Linked DNA regions of Mus musculus: region 1 is linked to region 2. Evidence: chromatin contacts called from public Hi-C data. All regions are on one chromosome and are shown on one strand. The core of a region is the stretch at or near the end of the contact, and the rest is flanking DNA. Distances in the headings are between cores, read along the strand shown. Region 1 has its middle 77 kb from the start of Gm30567. Region 2 overlaps Gm30444 (a long non-coding RNA gene).

What was found. Hi-C and Micro-C count contacts between places; a contact is called where the count stands out from the background.
Region 1: a Hi-C map of extraembryonic ectoderm shows a contact between it and region 2, with 3 times the contacts expected there. The contact joins two enhancer-like sites. A contact is called at or near these places in 1 of 39 promoter capture datasets (embryonic stem cells), 2 of 15 datasets of contacts at CTCF or cohesin (both in embryonic stem cells), 26 of 484 Hi-C or Micro-C datasets (embryonic stem cells, extraembryonic ectoderm, induced pluripotent stem cells and 1 more), 12 of 115 datasets of contacts at active chromatin or transcription factors (all in embryonic stem cells) and 1 of 9 other capture datasets (embryonic stem cells).

Annotation. Positions count from the first base shown.
Region 1 is chr16:9,128,577-9,134,576 of GRCm38.p6, reverse strand. No RefSeq gene overlaps it. Among named protein-coding and RNA genes, the nearest start is that of Gm30567, 77 kb to the right of the region's middle. Within about 2 kb of position 2,241, at least 26 of the 459 cell types and tissues checked have an H3K27ac peak or open chromatin away from gene starts, as enhancers often do. A contact at or near this core is called in extraembryonic ectoderm and induced pluripotent stem cells, where this site is marked.
Region 2 is chr16:9,004,780-9,010,703 of GRCm38.p6, reverse strand. Gm30444 (a long non-coding RNA gene) reads right to left here. Exons shown (of 3, transcript XR_001781882.1): 2 at 4,296-4,360; 3 at 3,465-4,000. Among named protein-coding and RNA genes, the nearest start is that of Gm30444, 10 kb to the right of the region's middle. Within about 2 kb of position 1,718, at least 24 of the 459 cell types and tissues checked have an H3K27ac peak or open chromatin away from gene starts, as enhancers often do. A contact at or near this core is called in extraembryonic ectoderm and induced pluripotent stem cells, where this site is marked.

The sequences.
Region 1 (6,000 bases), core at 992-3,491, 120 kb before region 2:
CACACTGTTGCTTTGAAGATCTAAGCCATGACAAAGTGAGAAAATGGCTCCGTACAATGCCGGAAAGAGTGATGTCAGAATTCATCAAAATTAACAGAGAAATATCAGTCTACAGATCCAAAATGGTCAGCAAACACTAGGTAGGGAAAGTATACTGAAAATTACATCCAGAGACCTGGGCATGGTGGTGCTCATCTAAAATCCCAGCACTCAGAAGGCTAAAACAAGAAGGTCGTTAGTTCAAGGCCAACCTGAACTACACAATGAAAACTCTTCTAAAATACTAAGACGCTTTTAAAATGATGATGATGATAATGACAATAATGGTGATAATATTAACAATTATCATATTATGATAATCTAATAATTATCATTATTAGATGTAGATTTTTTAAATTCATACACAGATGCATGACATTTATCTTATTAAAAACTAAATATGGGGTACCTTTAAGTCAGGGGAGAACAATACCATACATTTAGAGATGCAGAGGGAACCCCTAAGAGTTCCACCAAGTACTAATTGGGGCACTGAGGGAAAAGAGCCATGTAATAAGATTAGAGGGAATGCTAGCTGGAGAACACACAGGAGCAGAGATGTCCAACATTCAGAAAAAATTTGAAACACATGGTGCTTAAACTACATCCCTGACTGTACATTAAAGTAAAAGTTAGGGGGAATGTAATGCTATCTCTAGTTCAAAAAAATGATAGGGTGAGGAAGATATACCATGCTAACCCTGACCAAAAAGATCTAGGGTAAAAAAATCCATCCTGTGAGAGCACAGATAAAAGGATGCAGTATGCTTACACCAGCCAGGAGAGAACCGGGGTAACTGCTAGTGATACAGTGTGGATTGCAGAGAGTGTGAATTCATCTCATGAAGATATGGGCTCAGTCCATCAAGAGGACATAACAGTATGAAACGTTCAGCACATAGAACAATTTTTTGTTTCAGAATTTTATAAAGCCAAACCAGAGAGAATGTCACAAAAAATAGACAAGTCCATAATCATAGTCGGAACTTCTCTCCATAAATTAATATAACCAGAGCTCAGAATATGAACAGGCTTACAGCAGACTCAAACACAGTCATCAATCAACCTGTCTATCTAGCACTTAGAGGAAAATTGGCAGTGGTTAGAGCACCAACTACCATTTCAAAGGTTTTCAAAAGACCTGAGTGTAATTCCCAGCACTCACATCAAGCAACTTACAATCACCTGTAACTCCAGTTTCAAGGCATCCAACTCTTCTGACCTTGTAAGACCCAATGAGCCTTAGTCCAGGATGTCCCACTCACAGAAACACAGAGACGGAGATCGATGCAATAAAAATGAGGTTTATTGATCAGGTGTGCCGGGGGCCATCCTGCAATAGGGGCAGAGGTGACCCTGAATCTCCTAGGCCCACACTTTTTATACAGTTTAAGGGAAGGCCTTGATAACAACAAGAGTTGGTTTAAGCCCATTGTTGGCCCCAGCTGACTTTTTCTTTCCCCCCTTTAGAAATGGTAATTAGCCTCTCCCTTCCAGAGAGACAAGTGTCTTTCATGACCTTCCTTAACCAGCATTGATGGCCCTGGGTGTGGTGAGGTCTTAGTCACCAGAAGAGGGAACTAAACATTCTTGGTCATTAGCTGCACCTGCCTTGCTTTCTTGTAAAGCTTGTTTGGCTGGGACATCACAGGAAGGGAGTGCTCAACACAACCTTCTGGGGGGATGGTCTTTCAGGTCATCTTATATTCTCTAAGATTACAGATTCCCACAACCTCTGTAGGCACCTGCACTCATGTGCACATACCTACATATAGACATTCACACACACACACACACATACATAATTTAAAACAATAAAGTTACTTTTAATTGATTCATGTCTCACATGCCTATAAAAATAATCAAAATGGATCACACGCTTAGGCATAAAATGTTAAACTGTGAAATTTCTCAAGAGAACAAAAACAAACAGAATGAAACCTTTGCAACCTTGGGTTTCTCAGACATGATACCAAAAACAAGATCCAGGAAAAAAACAAACAAACAAAACAAAACAAAACAAAAAAAAAACATAGCTCTTGCCCAAGTTTAAAATGTTATACCTTCAAAGGACATCCTTACAGAAATAAAAAGAACCACCTGAAGCAAAATTTTGTGAGACAGATGCCGACCAAGGACTTGTGTCCAGATCATTTAAGGAACCCTGAAGACTCAAAGGGAAGTTAGGCTGGTGAAATGACTCAGCAGAAAAAGAGAAGTTAGGCTGGTGAGATGACTCAGCAGAAAAAGGCAGCACTGGATGAACTTGGTGATCTGGATTTCATTCCCTGGGATCCGTTTAAGGGATGACTCCACAGTGTGGTCCTCTGACCTACACACACACACACACACACACACACACACACACACACGAGTATGTACACACCTGTCACACACATCATATATATACATACAGTAATAATAATGTTTATTTAAAATGCTTCTTAAATGAGCAAAACAGTTTAGCAAACACTTAAATTAAAAATTAAATTAAAAGCATATCTGTTGCTGGGTGGTGGTGGTGCATGCCTTTAATCACAGCACTTGGGAGGCAGAGGCAAGTGGATTTCTGAGTTCGAGGCCAGCCTGGTCTGCAGAGTGAGTTCCAGGACAGCCAAAGCTACACAGAGAAACCCTGTCTTGAAGAAAAACAACAACAACAACAACAACAACAACAAAAGCACATCTGTTATACAGAATAAGCAGGTTATATTTAGAAATATATGTATATACATATGTGCATATAATAACAGTTAATGAAGAAAAGAGGCCCTGAATTTCAAAGACTGCAAAGAACAGAATATGGGAGGAATTGAAGAAGGACAGGGAAGGGAGAAAATGTTTTTTAAAGTAATATGTGTGTGTGTGTGTGTGTGTGTGTGTTCATACATATAATAACATGACACAGACATAGGTGTTCCATGTCATTGGCCATTAGGGAGAACCAAGATATACTATTACCTTCCTACCGTAGCAGCTACAACTTTGACAATCACATGCACTTATGATGCAGTCATTGCCCATCTAGCTATTCACTCAAGAGAAATGAAAATCTGTGTCCATACAAAGTCACGTGTCCTGTAGGCTAAGGCCAGTTCCACTCCACTCCTGCCAGTGACCTTGGCTGTTGTTCCATGGTCCTGCATCTCTTGGTACCAACTTCAGATCTAGTTTGCTTTCTGTCTCTATGACAAAGCACTGGCCAAAGCCAAGCTGCAGGGACGAAAGGTTACTTGGTTACTTGGCTTACAAGTTGCAGTTTGTCCTCAAGTGAAACCAGGGACAAAAGCTGAGACAGGGACATGGAGACAGGACCTGAAGCAGAGGCCATGGAGGAACACAACTCATTGGACTGCTTCTCCTGGCTTGTTCAGCTCTCGTTCTTATACAGCCCAAGCCCATATGCCCAGGGATGGCACTGCCCACAGTGGGCTAGTCCCTCCAAAGCCATCAGCAATTGAGAAAATGACATGCCCACAGATGTGCCCACACACCAATCTGATAAAAGGAAACTCCTGGATTGAGAGTCCCTTTCCCAAGCGTCTAGGTTTATGTGAATACCACAAACACCATGACACGGAGGTGCCACAAGCACCTGCTGCTTTGGGTGGAGTTGGACTTAAGAGATCCTTTGCCGCCGGCGATGGTGGCACATGCCTTTAATCACAGCACTTGGGAGGCAGAGGCGGGCGGATTTCTGAGTTCGAGGCCAGCCAGGTCTACAAAGTGAGTTCCAGGACAGCCAGAGCTATACAGAGAAACCCTGTCTCGAAAAAAAAAAAAGAAAGAAAGAAAGAGAGAGAGAGAGAGAGAGAGAGAGAGAGAGAGAGAGAAAGAAAGAAAGAAAGAAAGAAAGAAAGAAAGAAAGAAAGAAAGAAAGAAAGAAAGAAAGAAAGAAAGAAAGGAAAAAAGAGAGAGATCCTTTGCTCATGATGCTAAGCATGGTAGTCCGGTAGGAAAAAGCTCACTGGCCACTGGGATTTCAGCTGAAAATGTTGCTATTCATAAAAACTGTGTGGCGCTGTTTATCTCACAGAACATACACCAGTACCGCATCCCAACCCTAGGGAAGAGCAAGGGCTACAACAGATGAAAGACAATGTGCCTAAGACCAAATTCTGCCTCACATCCATTTGGGGATCCTAGATGGTGGTCTGATTTCCTTTGTTTCTTTTTTTCCTGGGCCACTGTAGGACTTCAGTTGTCACATGGGTGTTATTGAGGAAAGGTCCCCAACATGGGTGACTGGCCTCAGCATATGGAAGTATTTTTAGCAGTTGATCTCCAAGTAGAGACAGATGTTTCTCTGCTGATCTCGGTGGGGTGTCTCCTTGAAGTCTGCCCTGTTACCCACACTCTGCCTCCAGAACAGCTTGTAGAAGAAGCAATGCCACTCTAGACAATTTCAATAATTTTGACTTTAGAGAAACTGGCTTTTATTCTCCTCCCTTAGAAAGGAGAGGCATCTTCTGAAAATGATCTAAGCAGCAAATCCAGCTTGGTCATTGATATTTTTATAAGGCTACAGATGGGTTTTCCCTGAAGAAATAAAGAAAAAAATCAACTCTACATGGGGGAGGGGGGTCACAAATAGTAAGACCACAATTCCTTTGTCAGCACTGGTACAGTGAGTAGCGAAGTCTTCAAGCCTTTCAGTCCTTCACATGAACTCTAAGAACCACTTTTCCCTCTTGCCAAGCAAACATTATTTTTGTAACACTACACAACTATCTAGAGACTGCATCATCTCCTCAGGCTCCCTTCTTAAGTGTGGACGTTCATCTCTATATCTCCTTTATATGAAAACAGTCAGACCTTTGCTATCAGGTGAACTGTAACTGTACAATTGGCTATGCACAACCACCCTGTTATAATATACCTTAGATCAAAAAACCCTTCGGTGTGTACAAGAGTTCTCAGGCTGACTGCCTATTCCTTCTGCTCAGATTTTCATAATGATTTGATTAAAGTAGGAATAAGAAGCTCTGTGTGTGGCTCAATTAGTGGCGCATGCCCAAAGTTCCGGGTTCCAGTCCCAAAACTGAGTAAGTTAGGTATGGTGCTATGTACCTATGATCTCAGCATTCAGGAGGTGAAAGCAAGGGACCAAAAGTTCAAGTATCCTTGAAGTATCCTTAGCTACACTGTCAGTTTGAGGCCAACCTGTGGTACATGACACTGTCTCAAAATCAATTAAGAATATATGTGACAGAAACTATAGGTAAGAAAGTCTAAGGAAGTTAGATGACTCAAATACAGTAAAATTGGTCACTAAGGCTCTGCCAGCATTGAGCATCTAAGAGATATCCAGTACAGAGGCTCCTCAAGGAGACGAGAGCTTCTTAAATATCTCTCTCTCTTCCTGCAAAGCAGCCACCAGGAGTCCGTCAGGCCCTCTGTGCAGGTGGAATGGAGAATCGGTCGGGAGAGAGAAGGTGAACTGACAGAGGTCCCATGACTGATGCCCAGTAACATGGGAGGACTGGAGTCTGACCACATCTACCTAGGGGCAAAAAAATGAAACAAAAAAGGTTCTAACTCTGCCATTAAAGAGCCAAAGAGTCAGCCACGATGATCCCCAGCACAAATGATCTCAAGAGCAAAGTGCAGCTGGGGACACAGCTCAGTAAAGCATTTGACTCAAAAGCATGAGGATCCTGAGTTCCAGGCCAGCCTGTATACATTGTGAGACTCTGTCTAAAACAATAACAAAACAACCCCCACAACAGAACTCACCAGACTCAAATGGCACTTGTGGGAGTCCTGGAGGAGATGCAGAGCTGAATGGGCATGGGGTCAAGGGAGGAGCAACTGCTGGAGTATCTGGGAACCTCTAAGTACTGTGTGTGTTCTTGAGTGTGTGTACCAACAGCATGAGTAAACCCTTTCAGTAGGGCTGACTTGGTGCATTATAACAGTGGCAGGAGCCATCCCCGTCCCTTTTATTGCTTCGGAGCTGCC
Region 2 (5,924 bases), core at 469-2,968:
GAAATTCCACATGTGACCTTGCATGACAGCTGCAGTCAAAACACAGGTGCATGGAAAAGTTTATAAAACTGACCTCTGGCTATGCATAAAAGATACATACAGAACATACCTGAATGCAGGGTTCAGACTCAGGGCCCTTTCCCAAGACACCCCACTGTATCTGTGCATGTATTCCAACATCCTAGTCCAAAGCACTTCTAGTCCCAAGCATTTTAGATGAGAAAACGTGATGTGTGTTTGTTGAGCATCTACTATACACTGGACCAGAGAGAAACTGAACTGTAATAGACAATAGACAATAGAGGCTGGGGAGATGCCTCAGTGGATGAAACACCGGCTGTGTGAGCCCTCAAGCTTGGTTAAGTAAGTTCTCAGCTGAGTTAGGAGCCCCAGCCTCCCGGAGAAGAAAGTAAATCGCCCCAGCACTACAGGGCTCCCTGGCTAACCAGTGTAGCCACAGATGAGCTCTAGATTCAATGGGAGACCCTGTCTCAAAATAATAAAAAGGAGAAGCAATTGAGGATAACAACCCAATGTCATCTCTGGCCTCCCATACTCTGCAGGCCCAGGCAAGTGCATTTAACAAATGCATGTGCCTCACACATACTTGTAGAAACAGCAGTGAGTCCTCTTTGTTCTGAAAACAGTCCCTTCATATCCTGCTCAGGGTCTAGGTTATAATGCCTCAGTGGCCTTGAGACACCGCAGCCACACTGCCTGCACCCAGAAAAGGAGACAGCTGGCTTTTACTCCAAATGCGTACCTTCTCCCTCTAGACTCTGACGCCTCTGCTTGGAATGTTCAAAAAGAAGCCAGGTTGGCATGGTGAAACCTGCTGGGTTAGGTGATTCAGGGTGTCTGGTGTTTGCAGCCAGGATGCCCAAGACCTCTTTGGGTCCCAATCCCCTAAAAGAAGTACTCTTCGGTGGAGCTCCTGTAATGCAAATGCATGCCCCAAAATAAAAGCAAGACAATGAAGTGGCGAATTCCAAGGCAGGTTAATGTTCTCACTCACAGGGTTCTCGGTCATTGGGGTCCTGGAGTGTGCTCCCGCGCCTCATGTCGCGATGCTACCACCTAGTGGCGATGCGCAAATCAGCTGCGGAAGCCTGGGCGTATGAACTGCCAGATCTTAGGGTAGGCTGCATCCTGTTAACACCAGCCTGGGCGGTGGCTGTTTTTAGCTGGGTCTCTCCTTCTGTGCCACTTTCATCATGGAAACTGGCTCTCTAGGCCCAAAAAAAGCTGCGGCGTGCTCTGCAAAAGCTGTTTGAGGGCCAATTTTAGCTGCATTTCTTGAAATTTGGACTCGGAGGAGGAAGGAGGGATGTGCGGTTCCCAGGAAGTTCTGCATCTTCCTTCCGGGGAAGGAGGTGAGATCATCCACCCTTTGGCTTTCAGCTTCTACAAAAAGAAAAGAACTTTGGGATTTTTTTTTTTTCTGAGGCAGCAGCCGCTGTGTGTTCTGAGAGCTTTACCATGTTCTCTTAGAATCTTTTCTACTTGGGCCGTCACACTGCTACCTCACAAGAAGGCTTAGAATTATGGATATAAGGAAATCAAGACTTGGAAAAGTGACTTGGCTAGCGTCAAAAGGCCGGCAACTCAGAGCTGTGATATCACCTCCAGTCTGTGCTCTGAACCTACAACCCAAAGCACCCATTGCGAGTTGAAAAGTCCAGGACTAGGGAGGCAGAGCAGTTGGTAGACTGTGCTGGGCTTGCACTAGGCCGGGTTCTCACAATAACTGGGTGGACGGCACACAGCCTGCCATCCCAGCATGCTGAAAAGGAAGCAGAGGCAGGAAGATCAGAGAAAGGGGAAAAAATAAAAACAGAGATGGGCGTCCAGGCATCACATGTACCCTGCTGCCAGCTCACTGGCCACCGCAGACAAGTCGATCTCTCTGGGTCTGTAAAATGGGTGTATGAACCCCAGAGCCTACATCACAAAGTTGTGAGCATTCAAGGAGAATTATGAAGGCCCCTGACTTAGTAGCTCCATGTCTTCGCTTGAGGATCATCTTAGACTTCCACACTCTCCTACTCATTCCAGAAGACAGACTCTGGACACACACACACACACCCGACAAGGCCCAATATGTCCTGTGATTGTTGTTTGCTATGAGCCGAGGACTAGACCTTGTTGTCTGCACAGGTGCTCCGCACTGCCTGAGCCTACTTTCCTGGAGCTGTTTTCCAGGGAACAGCATTTCACAGACCTGAGAAGTGACTCTCTGGAGCTGTGTCTGTATCTCATCTCCTGTCACACCAGGGAGACAGTATATTAAACACTCCCGAAGGTAGATGCTTAACACCACAGCGTGCCCAGTGCCCTTCACAACACCTGGCACACTATAGGTCTATGCTAATGTAGGAGCAGATGACCACCTACTATATGTCAGACCTTTATGCTAATTGTTAGAAGTGCCAAACATTGGGCAAGATACAGAACACAATTAGGATTTGAAAAGTAGCCAGGCAGAATTGATGGAGTAGGTGACTTTGAGAGAGTAAGTATGGGGTTAGGGAGATGACCATGAAGTCACAAAAGGACCCCAACACACATTGGGGCTTATCCAAGTGGAGGGCTATCAAACAACCCTTCTGTCATAAAGTTTGAGTCTAAGATGTCTCCCACAGGTTCATGTGTTGCTTGTGCTGTTTTGGAGGGTCATGAAGCCTTTAGGAGGTGGAGCCTGCTGGAGTTAGTGTGTCACACAGGGAAGGCCTTAAGGTTTGCTAGCCCAGTCCTGTTTTCTGACTCCATCCCATGTGACAAACACTGCACATTCCTCTGCCCCACCTCACCCATTGTCTTAGTCAGGGTTTCTATTCCTGCACAAACATCATGACCAAGAAGCGAGTTGGGGAGGAAAGGGTTTATTCAGCTTATAATTCCATACTGCTGTTCATCACCAAGGAAGTCAGGACTGGAACTCAAGCAGGTCAAGAAGCAGGAGCTGATGCAGAGGCCATGGAGGGATGTTATTTACTGGCTTGCTTCCCCTGGCTTGCTCAGCCTGCTCTCTTATAGAACCAAGACTACCAGCCCAGCGATGGTCCCGCCCACAAGGAGCCTTTCCCCCTTGATCACTAATTGAGAAAATACCCCACAGCTGGATCTCGTGGAGGCATTTCCTCAACTGAAGCTCCTTTTTCTGTGATAACTCCAGCTGTGTCAAGTTGACACAAAACTAGCCAGTGTGAGGAGCCGCCCTCACGGTCGCCATTACAAAATGGCGCTGACATCTGTTGCTCGTGGTGAAAAACAAGTAGTGTGCGCAGGCGTCAGGGTATCTTTCCATTACCTGAGCCCTGCCTCTCCCATGGCGTCATCTGGCTGATGGTGGGCAGCCAATCCGGCTAGTGCACGTCTCCAAACTTACTTCGCAGCCTATATAAGGGAAGGGTTTTCTGCTCTCTGGGTCTCCTCTCCTGAAGCTGATCATCTATCTCTTGAGATTCATTAAAGCTTTACTGCAGACGGATCCGAGTGTCCTGCGTGCGTTCTTGCTGACGAGATGGTAGCGTGGGTCAAGCCAGTTACACTTGGAAGCCTGTCTAGGAAGGAAACAGGAGAGAAGTGAGCTCTAGGAGAGTTTTGCTAACCACATGCCCAGCATGTTGGTCTGGATGCCACCCAGTGTAAAAATACAGTCATTAGTTCGTCAGCTTGACAGGAGTAGAGTGACCTGGGAAATAAGCATCTAGGCATGTCTGTGGTAGAGTTTCTAGATTTGGTTAACAGAGATGGGGAGACCCAGCCCACCCTAACTGTAGGGGTGCTTGAGATCAGCTGCGGTCCTGGACCAGGCAAAGCAAAGCAGGCTGAGCACAGGCGTCCATCTCTCTGCTTCCCGGCTGCAGATGCAGTGCTTGGCTAACTATCTCAAGCTACTGCAGCCACGGTGGTGGTATCCCCAAATCCTTAAACTGTGGGCCAAAGTATGTCTTCTTTTCTTTATTAGGTTGCGTCTGTCCGGCATTTCGTGAGATCACTGAGGAGAAGCAGTAATACAAAGGGCAGAGACTTTGCATTATCTCAGGCCCTAGAACCCCAGAACCCTGCCAAACCTCTCCTCCTCCTCCTCTTCCTCCTCCTCCTCCTCCTCCTCCTCCTCCTCCTCCTCCTCCTCCTCCTCCCCCTCCCCCTCCCCCTCCTCCTCCCCCTCCTCCTCCTCTTCTCCCCCTTCTCCCCCCCTCCTCCTCCCCATCCCCCTCCCCTCCTCCTTCTCCCCCTCCTCCTCCTTCCCCTCCTCCTCCTCCCTCTCTCCATGCAACCCGGTCACTCACTGGATAACTCACAGGGATTCCAAGGCTTTGCTTTTGCTCTCCCAGGTCCTGTCATGGGGTAGTATCTGCAGGAAGAGTCCCAGATGACTCATTTCGTCGCAGCTAAGTTGCAAGCTCCCCTCTCCCACCATTTTCTTTGCTAGCCTGTGGGTGTCACCTGCCTGGGACCTGATGGAACAGCTGTGCAATGAAGTCACTGTAACTCCGTGGATCTCAGTGGGGCACTGCTGTCCTGTGGGGAATATTTGACATCTCCTGGCATTTCTGTTGTCACAACTGGAAGGATTGGAGGTTGCTACTGACATCTAGTGGGTAGGAACAGGGATGTTGCTACCTGCCCTAAAGTGTAAAGGACAGTCAATGTCACCAACACCACGTGGTCACCCCCTGCTGGTCACCCAGCATTTCCCAGTAGGGAGAATCACTGGCACCTTAGTTATACCTGATTAACAGATCACTGGGTGAGCGATGACAGTTGTCACTGGGCAGCTGCTGGGCCCTTTCAAGCCCTCCTGGATGGAGACTGACAGAGGGTCTGACTTTATTTCTACCTTATTACATTTGTCTTCCTATGACTTCAGTAAATTATCCATCACTGACCCTGAGCCTCATCTATCCCCTCTTTTTTCAGTCTGGCCACGTTGGTGTAGACCCAGTGTGTGTTGGGTGCTATGTGGGGCATTGAGCACACAGTGGTCATAAGGCACAGTGGCTACTGTTACAGTGACAACTACATTTCAGTATGATGATTAGGGAGGCAGCCTGGTGGGCTTGCCACACACACATAAGGATCTTAGTTCAAATCCCCAGAGCCCATGTAAAGCCAGATGGGGCAGAATAGATCTATAATCTCAGTGCTTCCACAAGATGAAGGGAGGCTGAGGCAGGAGAATCCACAGAAGGTCACAGTGGGAACAAGAAACCCTGCCTCAAGCAAGGTAAAAGTCAAAGGCCAATATCCAAGGTTGCCCTGTGACCTCCACAGGTACACCGTGCATACAAACAAACACACACACACATACATGGCATATGGATGCAAGTGCCATGCATTTATGTGTATGTATATGTATAATGTACATACATGTGCACATGCTCACACACACACACACACACAAATGCACCTGGGCATCCGCACATTGTTACACATAAACACAGGAACACATAAAGGCACAAATACAGAGACACAAAGATACACAGTCATGTATACATAGAGAGACAGAAGCACATAGGCATATACAGAGACCTATAGAAACACTGGGACACAATGACACATATAGACACGTATGCACACAGACGCACAGGGACACATACAAGCATATGCACAGAGCCGGCAAAGACGGCCCAAGCTGTACCATTTACTTATTAGCCAATAAGTAAATTTGCCTTCTAAACAAGTTATTTGCTCTACAGACAAATAATTCCCCTGTGCCTCTGTTTTCTCCTGGCAAATGGGGAAAATTAAACTGTAGTCTACATGAAGCTGTTACCACATTTGCGCACAGATACTAAGTGCTTGGCAAATGTCGGACGATATTGAAACATCCATGTAGGGGCCAGCAAGAGAGCTCAGTGGGTAAAGCACTTGCTGCAGTCATTTCAGCACCTCAGTTTAGTCCCCAGAAGCCACGT